2 separate regions of the Zea mays genome follow, and region 2 is linked to region 1. The links are chromatin contacts, called in public Hi-C maps. All regions are on one chromosome and are shown on one strand. Each heading gives the region's core, a stretch centred on a gene start, on an enhancer-like site or on the middle of the called end of the contact. The rest is flanking DNA. Distances are from core to core; before and after follow the strand shown. Region 1 holds the start of LOC100502435 (putative AP2/EREBP transcription factor superfamily protein). Region 2 holds the start of LOC100193576.

Region 1 (4,411 bases), core at 1,360-3,859:
TTGCATTCAAGCTGCCGGTGTTTCGCTGGCCTCTCAAGTCACAAGGCGATTGATGTCACCGTTATAGCGCACAGTAAAGTTGGATGCGCCAAGAGCTAGCTGAAGCTTTGCCAACAACGGCTGCAGTTGTTGGGAGCTCCGGTGGCCACCCGTTTCTAATAAATTGCAGAGCTCGATTAGCTCATCCAGAATTAACAAGCATATCGGCGTCGCAGCACGCAAGGGTATGGGTCTGATGAGACGATGACGCAGTTTTCTAGTGCGTGGTGCCTATTCTATCTATATCTATCCATCAAAGGCGTGGCCGACGAAAGCGGTTCGGTTCGCTTGCCGGAAACGCAGCGTCCCCCGCCGGCGCACTCTCGCCAAGGCGTGGCTTCCCGGCCGCAACCACGCGTGCGCCGCGCGGACGATTTTCCCGTCCCCTCCTCCCCTTCCCTTCCGTCCCAAAGGTGGCGCGTCGCGCTTCACCTTTCACAACGGCGGAGCCCACTCGTGGATCCCCTTCCCTTGCCTGGACCAGAACCGCCGGCCGTACCGCGCTCGTGCTGCCCTTCTACAATCTATCTACGAGCCTTGTGTTCAAGAGTTCCTTCCGGTAGCGAGTTTCTGTCGTCGTCGGTATAGGTTGCAGAGCGCATCGGGCAGCAGGAGCAGTTCTCCGACACAAATTAAAATAATAAAAAAACGAGTCGAAAATGTCCGGATGTGCATCGGGCAAGGACGTTGCCATCGCGCCTCACCGGCGGCGCATCAATGTGACCAACACGCATTTGCGTTCCTGATGACCTGGTTATTGACCCGGTTGTTCAAGTGAAGCATTGTCCTCCGCAGCTCCGCTTGAAGCATCCTAGCACGATGTGCTGCATCTGAGGTCAAGTTTTTTTTTTTCTAGTGAAAAAAAGACGACTACCACGCTTGCACAGTTTGCACAGGAGCTGTCCACTGGTGGCGATGTCGGCTCTGCAGTCTGCACAGTTTGCACAGGAGCTGGAGCTCTCTGCTGTTCAGTGTGGTGCTATTTGGAGGAGCCGTTTTGCCAAACCATTTGTAAAATGTACGGGCTCCTGCAAAGAAGCTAATTCTTTAGAAAAGCCCGAACCGGAGCCATTTTTAGAGGAACTGGAGTCCTCCCAAACGGGCCCTTAATTAATACGTAGAACGGCTCCAACATCACCATCGGCATGGCATGGCATGGTGGAGCATCCAGAACCACACGTCGTTAGTGATGACCTGGTCCTCGGTCCACTTGCAAATCAATTGGATGGAGGGGAGCTACCACGCTTTGAATTTTTTCCCTCCACCCGGCCTTATTTTCTTGCTCTGTTGCTGTCCAACAATTGAATGGTTTTTTTGTTCCTCATGTGTGTGTGTGTGTTTTTTTCTCACAAAAAATAGTTTTGACGAAACAACCTTATCACGTGGCTACGTAGACTTCTGGAACAATGATTGACCAATATAAATAAAAAAAAACTCACCAATCGTACAGTTGCCGGTAGCAGGACCTACAATGGGCGATATATAATTGAAGAGGTACGATTCAAATTTGTCCTTTATTAAGGTCCAAATCAATGGTACCCACGACCTCTATCGGCTCTCCTGGATCCAGAACGTTCAAAACTCACCTTTGTTTCTGCTACACGAATTCAGAAGCGTCACCAGCTCCATCACACTTGTGCCCAACATAAATGGGAGAGCAAAACAAGATAGTTAAATAGTTCGCCAAGCCAAATTTTAACTACTTAACAGTAAAATAACTCTCACTAGTCACCTGGCTAGCAAAACGAGATAGATAATCTGTTGGAGAGAGATGCTACATATATAATGTAATCTTTATAAAAGGATAAATAAAGAGTAAAATAGAGTGCTAAAAATAAAGAGTCTCTTGAAGATGCCTTTTGAACTAGGTTCTGCCTTATAACTATTAAAATGGCTCTTTCAATCCTCAAACTATGCACTTTAGGCTTAGATTTATCCGCAAACCATCAAGCTGGATGTCAATTTAGTATTTTCACTTTGGTAGTTCATGCATAAACCTAAAACCGAAGTTTAAGGACTGAAACAGCAATTATCAAGGGACGAAATTGAGTCTCACACGATAAACGAGGGACCAAAATGACTATTTTGCAAATTTGAAATCTTATCAAACTCACATGTCACGTTTCCATGATTAAAAAAAAGAATGGATGTAGTGGAACGAAGTTCTTCCGCATCTAGCTCTTGGTGCAATCCAAAAGGCAAATTCCAGAGGACAAAGGGCGCCACCATTGGCAAGTCAATCCAGCCCACTACGCTCCCGATCACACGAGACAAGGCGCACACGTGGCGGATAAGGACTGGCTGCGACTTGGCATTCGCGCGGGAAGGATGACGCCATGGACACGAGACGAGAGCAACAGGCCTGCTTCCAAATTGCATTTAATATATTTTTTCGAGCATCATTGTTTAGTTGATTAATCGAATCATTTTGTGCTAATCCACCCAGCAGAAGAAATCGCAAACAACGGCGAGGAAGAGATGCCCGCTTGGCTTCGCGTGCACGGCCTCAAGCCTGGCAGTGGCACTATATAAAGGCCTGGCCGAGAGACCTTTCTTCCCCAGAGAGGCGCCTCAACTCAACCCCACCCCCCCACAAGAACAACAAGCCACATCCCATCCCAACTCCACGGTGAGGTTTGAGCGATCCGAGCAAAAAAAATCAACCGAGGCGCAGCAACGCAGGTTCGTTCTCTGAACTCTCTGGTTCTTTTAGCAGCAGGGACGCGCAGCACAAGAAAGGTCCGGTTCAAGAGGCTCTTCTTTTGGGTTTATTAGAATCCTCAAAGGAAGCGTGTTCTTGGGTTAGGATTTTTTTTTCTCACCTCATCACACCTCTCCTAGGAGGAGCAGAGATCCAGAGAACCTTTTTTCTCTTCTGGATTCTCACCGCTTCTTTTTTTTTTCTCTGCACAAACACACCCTCGTTTCTCTACTTTTATTGAGGAACAGGGCTGATTTCCAAACTTTTTCCTACCCCTGTTTTCATAAACAAGCTCCTTTTATTTCTTCCCGTTTTAAGTTCTGCCCAGCCTCTTCTTCTAGCTCCATCCAAGCTTTCTCCATCTAGTAGTTCCAATGGCCGCAGCCATAGACATGTACAAGTACTGCAATACCAGCGCACACCTTATCGCCTCCTCGTCCCCCTCGGATCAGGAGCTCGCGAAAGCACTCGAGCCTTTTATAACGAGTGCTTCCTCCCCCTACCATCGCTACTCGTTGGCCCCAGATTCTTACATGCCTACACCCTCCTCCTACACCACCTCGCCTCTTCCCACCCCCACCTCCTCGCCTTTCTCGCAGCTTCCGCCACTCTACTCGTCGCCTTACGCGGCTTCGACGGCGTCGGGCGTGGCTGGGCCGATGGGCCTGAACCAGCTCGGCCCGGCCCAGATCCAGCAGATCCAGGCCCAGCTCATGTTCCAGCACCAGCAGCAGAGGGGCCTGCACGCGGCGTTCCTGGGCCCGCGGGCGCAGCCGATGAAGCAGTCCGGGTCGCCGCCGGCGCAGTCGAAGCTGTACCGCGGCGTGCGCCAGCGCCACTGGGGCAAGTGGGTGGCGGAGATCCGCCTCCCCAAGAACCGCACGCGGCTGTGGCTCGGCACCTTCGACACCGCCGAGGGCGCGGCGCTGGCCTACGACGAGGCGGCCTTCCGCCTCCGCGGCGACACGGCGCGCCTCAACTTCCCGTCCCTCCGCCGCGGCGGCGGCGCGCGCCTCGCCGGCCCGCTCCACGCCTCCGTGGACGCCAAGCTCACCGCCATCTGCCAGTCCCTGGCGGGGTCCAAGAACAGCTCGTCCAGCGACGAGTCGGCCGCGTCCCTGCCGGACTCCCCCAAGTGCTCAGCGTCGACGGAGGGGGATGAGGACTCGGCCTCCGCCGGCTCCCCTCCTTCCCCGACGCAGGCGCCGCCCGTGCCGGAGATGGCGAAGCTGGACTTCACCGAGGCGCCGTGGGACGAAACGGAGGCCTTCCACCTGCGCAAGTACCCGTCCTGGGAGATCGACTGGGATTCCATCCTCTCATGAACGATCAACTACAACTAGTATTTTAGTAGTAGCAGCAGCAGCAGCAGCAAGGTTCAGTCAGTGATAGCTCTGTGTAATTTTCGATTTGGGGTTTGCAGCTGCGGTGGATCGATGGCATTTTAGACATCGGCCATGGCGGCTGTGTTGTGATGCAGAAGTAAACGTACGTGCTAATCTCCTGGTTGAGCTGCCGGTTGTTTTTTCTCACGGCACGGCCAGTCGAGAAAGTCAGTGTAATCCCCTGTTATGATCTCCTCTGTTGCAACTTAATTAATTCTTCTGGCGTATGTATGTAACCATGTGTGTTCATCTTGAACGTATCGTGATGCTGTGCGTCTTTCTTGGT
Region 2 (4,233 bases), core at 31-2,530, 370 kb before region 1:
ACAGCCAGTTCTAGGATTCTGTATACACCAAAAAGAAAATAGAATATGGCATAGCCAGTTACAGGTTACTTCTTTTAAGCTAAAAAACCAATATGCAATCATAGGATACTAACGAAGCTAGCTAACTACTAGCTAGCTAAAAGTTAGCTCTTGTGCATCCAAACAGGAGAGCTAATAGTTGAGTTAAATTTTTAGCCAAATTTCCAACTAGCTGTTGATTAACTAGTTAGACAGTTTTTAGCCCAACAAGTAACTAGCCCTAGCTTAGACTGACTCCAGCGGGAGTCTGTAGAGCGTCCCCTAGAGAAGATTTCCTCCTCTATATGCTTCACCGGTGTCCTCTTCCATCCTCTCTATATATAGAGAGACTCTCATCTCTTCTCATCTATCTATTTAAGGGTATAATAAATAGGTACGTAAAAAATCTAGAATAAAATATGTCTTTAATGTGTGTATTTAATTTGTGGAGGATGAGATATAGAAGATGTTGGATAAGAATGAGATATAGAGGAGAGAATCTTTTAGTGAGTATGTTAAGGAGGGATAGTTGAAGCATCCAAACAGGCCCTAATCAGTGAATATGGCATAGCCACTAGAAGCATAATGCTGAAGCTAATACTAATTGAATAAGCATAGCCAGCTCTAGGACTAGGCTGAAAAAGAAAATTGAAGCATAGTTTCCCACTACTCAACTGTCCATGCATCCAGAAAACAAAAGCAAATCAAGGATACCACGAGCAGCCATTCGCCACAAGCAAAATAACATGAGGTAGGAGAAAGACTCGCACTCGTGAGACATGAGCACAAAGCGCAAAAGAAGCAATTAGCAATACATGATCCAAGAAACTCGTGACACGGGGAATACCCCTGCACCTAAATTACAAAAGCGTCCGTAGCTTGTCAGCAGATCGGGACGGCACAGGCGTGTACGCTACCAAATCAACAAGCCTCATCAGTGCCTCACCTTGCGGCCACCGAGCGAGGATGAACTCCTTGAGCGAGGAGACCGTGGTGGAGGGATCGTACTTCGTAGGCCCGATATCCGTGCCGTCGAAGAGACGAAACCTGACCTCGATCGGCTCCTTCCCGCTGGCCATATCCTCCCCGCCAGATCGCCGCCGAGGCGCCCACCGCACCTCCTCTTCCCAAGATCCACGAAGCCCCGGATCAAAGGCCCATAGGAGGCAGGAGCAGGGAAGCGGGAAGAAATCCACAGAAACACGCGCAAGCTGGGAATTTGACGACGAATTCTTGCTTCCGCGTGGGGTGAAAGCGAGGGGGCGACGACTCGGTGGGGGGATGAGAGCCAGGGAGGAGAGAGATACGCGGTAGTGGGCAGGCTTCCTCCTCTCGGTGTATTGACGGATACGCCCAAGCCGAAATTTTTAATTGCGGTTTTGGCATCGAGCCATTGGTGATGATGGAGCGTGAAAGCGAGTGGCGATGCCGAGGCCGAGGGCGAGGCAGAGCGAGGGATTCTATGCGCGGCGCGAGGCGGGCAGTCAGCAGCAGCAGGAGGAGGAGGAAACAGACCGCCGGCCGGGATTCGACGTCGGCGATGGCTTCTATCTCTGGCGTTTTGACCGCCCTGGGTCTCGTCGCCTTCTTCCCTGTTCTGTACTGCTGCCGTAGACCGTAGTCATGGCTTTTTGGCATCCTATGTGGAAACAGGCCGAACTTGTTTTCCATTTCAAAATAAACAGTCAAACAAACATGCACGACAATCCAATGACGCATTGCTCTGGGAGAAAGTTTCAGACCTGCATACTGCCGACTAGGTTTTATTTAAGACTGTATTTTATTCTCGTCTTATGCTGACTCAAGAAGATTAGTCTAGATACCTTGAAAATTGAAATGGTAAAAAAAAAAAGCAAATCGTTCTTGATCACACGACTGCAGACTGCTCCTTAATTTCAATCTTCAGAACCACCACACGCCCCCTGATCCGAACGCCTCAGGTCCCCTTGAGTAGCATGACGAGCACAGTGTATTTTTCCTGGCTGGCCGAAGGCCAATCATCCAATCGACATCTGCATTCCACTGGGGAATGGATTATCATTAGCTGGCCACTATTATTCCAGGCAACCAACGCATAGATAGAGTTACCGCCATTTGGTGATCACGCGGTGTACTTTCTCTTGCACACCAACCGGAACGGCTTAACATCCAGTTTTCCTGGCAATGATCTGCACGAAGTCACAGGCACATGCAAAAATAATAGTCCAAGGAACGCGGCACTCAAATGAATTTCCAGGCGAAAAAGAATCAGCAGTTTTGTAAAATAGAACGACTAAACAGCACACGGAGTATAATCCGGTCTAAAAAAAGAAGGATATTGTGAGGACAGCTAAGGCATGATAATTGTGCGGGACAAAAATGATTGGCAGACGACGTCCTCATGGACTGATGGTACTAAACCCAACACACATCGATACAATTTTTTTAAAAGAAAATTGGGTTTTCTATACAAGGGCTAAAAATTTTCAGCTGAATCGTTGACGCATTTGCTACCAAATATTCAGTGGTGGTGGTGGTGGACTGGTGGTGACGGTGACAGTTCAAGTTTTTCTTCGAGAAAAATTAAGCACATGCTGGAAGAACTGCAGAGTAATAGTGCGATGGCGCCAATTGCATTTCTCGGCTTCGATTATGCTGCCACCTGCAATTTACAGCAAATCAATCAACATAGGTATGTTTGGTTTTATTTTTATTTCGGAAGAGCTTTTCTGTTGGAAGAATCTGTTACGTACGGAGAAACATAAAAGAATCTACAAGGTTTAGAGTATAGAAAGTGACAGTTTCCACTATCATAACGACTCGACTGATCTGTGTTTACGTTGATTTTGGATAGTTTTGATTAAAGTGATTCAAAATCCTATATGTTAACAATCTGCAGCAGATTTTGATGACTAGAATCTGGAAAAAGCTGAAACAAACAGGACATATAAGCTTCCGATTTTTCCTGTTACACCAAAGGTTTTTTTTTAAGTGTTAGTAGAAAGGAGCTGTGTCGTGACTCGTGTTCGTGTAGTGGAGGTAGCTCTAGATTCCGTGCAACTACTGTTTTCGCCTCTGCAAGCAATGATAGATAGAGGGATGCAATGTGTGGCAAGCGAAGTAGCCTGAGGAATATTTCGAGGAAGCAAGATATCAAATATTCCAAGGCGCCTATTTCCAATTCTCCTCCTAAACTTATCTTCTTCTTTTTTCCCTCGGTTCATTAGTTCATCACTGTCAGAAATATTCAGACATCCTAATTGTTCGACGTGACAGCCTAGTTGATACAGCGTGCCATCATTTAATTGAAAAAAGAAGAAGCTGAAAGTTACAGGTAGGAGGTTACCGGAAGCAATGGATAAGCTACACTGGCCGGCTCGAACTGTTGTTTTGGAGGGAGCCTTACCGGCCTGACTACATGATTTGCAGGTAAGAACACCTGCTGGTTGATGTTAGTATACTAATACATGTGCGTCTGCATCACGACACCCTCTTTTGTTTCTGCCGTCACGGTACTATCATATTGCTCCTGTTCGATTTGCATATCGTGAGCTGTTATTTTATATATAAAAAAAATCGAAGTCGTACTATGGCCTGTTAGAACGGCTCTCTTGGCCATTTTTTTAGGAATCCAAAAGCACTGGAAATTGTTTGTTCCAACAGCGTCTCTCTCAAAAAAAAAGTTCCAACAACCTACATCACTCTTCATGTATGTATGTGCAAATGTTTATTCTAAGAGCAACATGGAACCGGATCCCCATGCCTTAGGAAAGGAGAGAGAGAGAAAAAAAAAACTTACTAGGAAATTTGGGGTTCTATTCTTATCCCATACATAAAGTAAAAGATCGGATGCATATAGCACTCCACTACCACTCCCTTTTATTTTATTTTACTTTATTTTATTTTAAAAAAAAGCTCAGGTAATTCCTTTTCTCACGTCCATGTCACGTTACACATCACTTTGTCTCTATCTTGAACACAGCCGCACTTGTGCTAGTCTGCATGTGTGTTAGTGGGAGAAATGATTAGTGTGCCGCAGATAACGCAGCTGGTTTGCTCGTCAACCGGTGGTGGAGATGAGAGATTGAGAGCTGACCCATTCAGCTGTTCCCTTCCCTGATGCCAAGTGCTCGCCAATGAGCAGAGCAGTGGAAAGATGTGTCTGCCAAGGATGAGAACACTGAAGCTTTTCAGAAAAAGTGGAGAACGAGAACTGTGAGAGACAGTGGGGTGAAC

What was found. Hi-C and Micro-C count contacts between places; a contact is called where the count stands out from the background.
Region 2: a contact with region 1 is called in a Hi-C map of tassel, with 2.2 times the contacts expected there. The contact joins the promoter of LOC100193576 here to the promoter of LOC100502435 in region 1. A contact is called at or near these places in 3 of 25 Hi-C or Micro-C datasets (endosperm, leaf and tassel).

The regions. Positions count from the first base shown.
Region 1 is chr4:185,991,926-185,996,336 of Zm-B73-REFERENCE-NAM-5.0, reverse strand. LOC100502435 (putative AP2/EREBP transcription factor superfamily protein) reads left to right here and starts at 2,609. Exons shown (of 1, transcript NM_001196913.1): 1 at 2,609-4,359. The coding sequence starts at 3,115. The coding sequence ends at 4,065.
Region 2 is chr4:186,357,546-186,361,778 of Zm-B73-REFERENCE-NAM-5.0, reverse strand. It overlaps LOC100193576, which reads right to left and starts at 1,280. Exons shown (of 2, transcript NM_001138684.1): 1 at 965-1,280. The coding sequence starts at 1,097.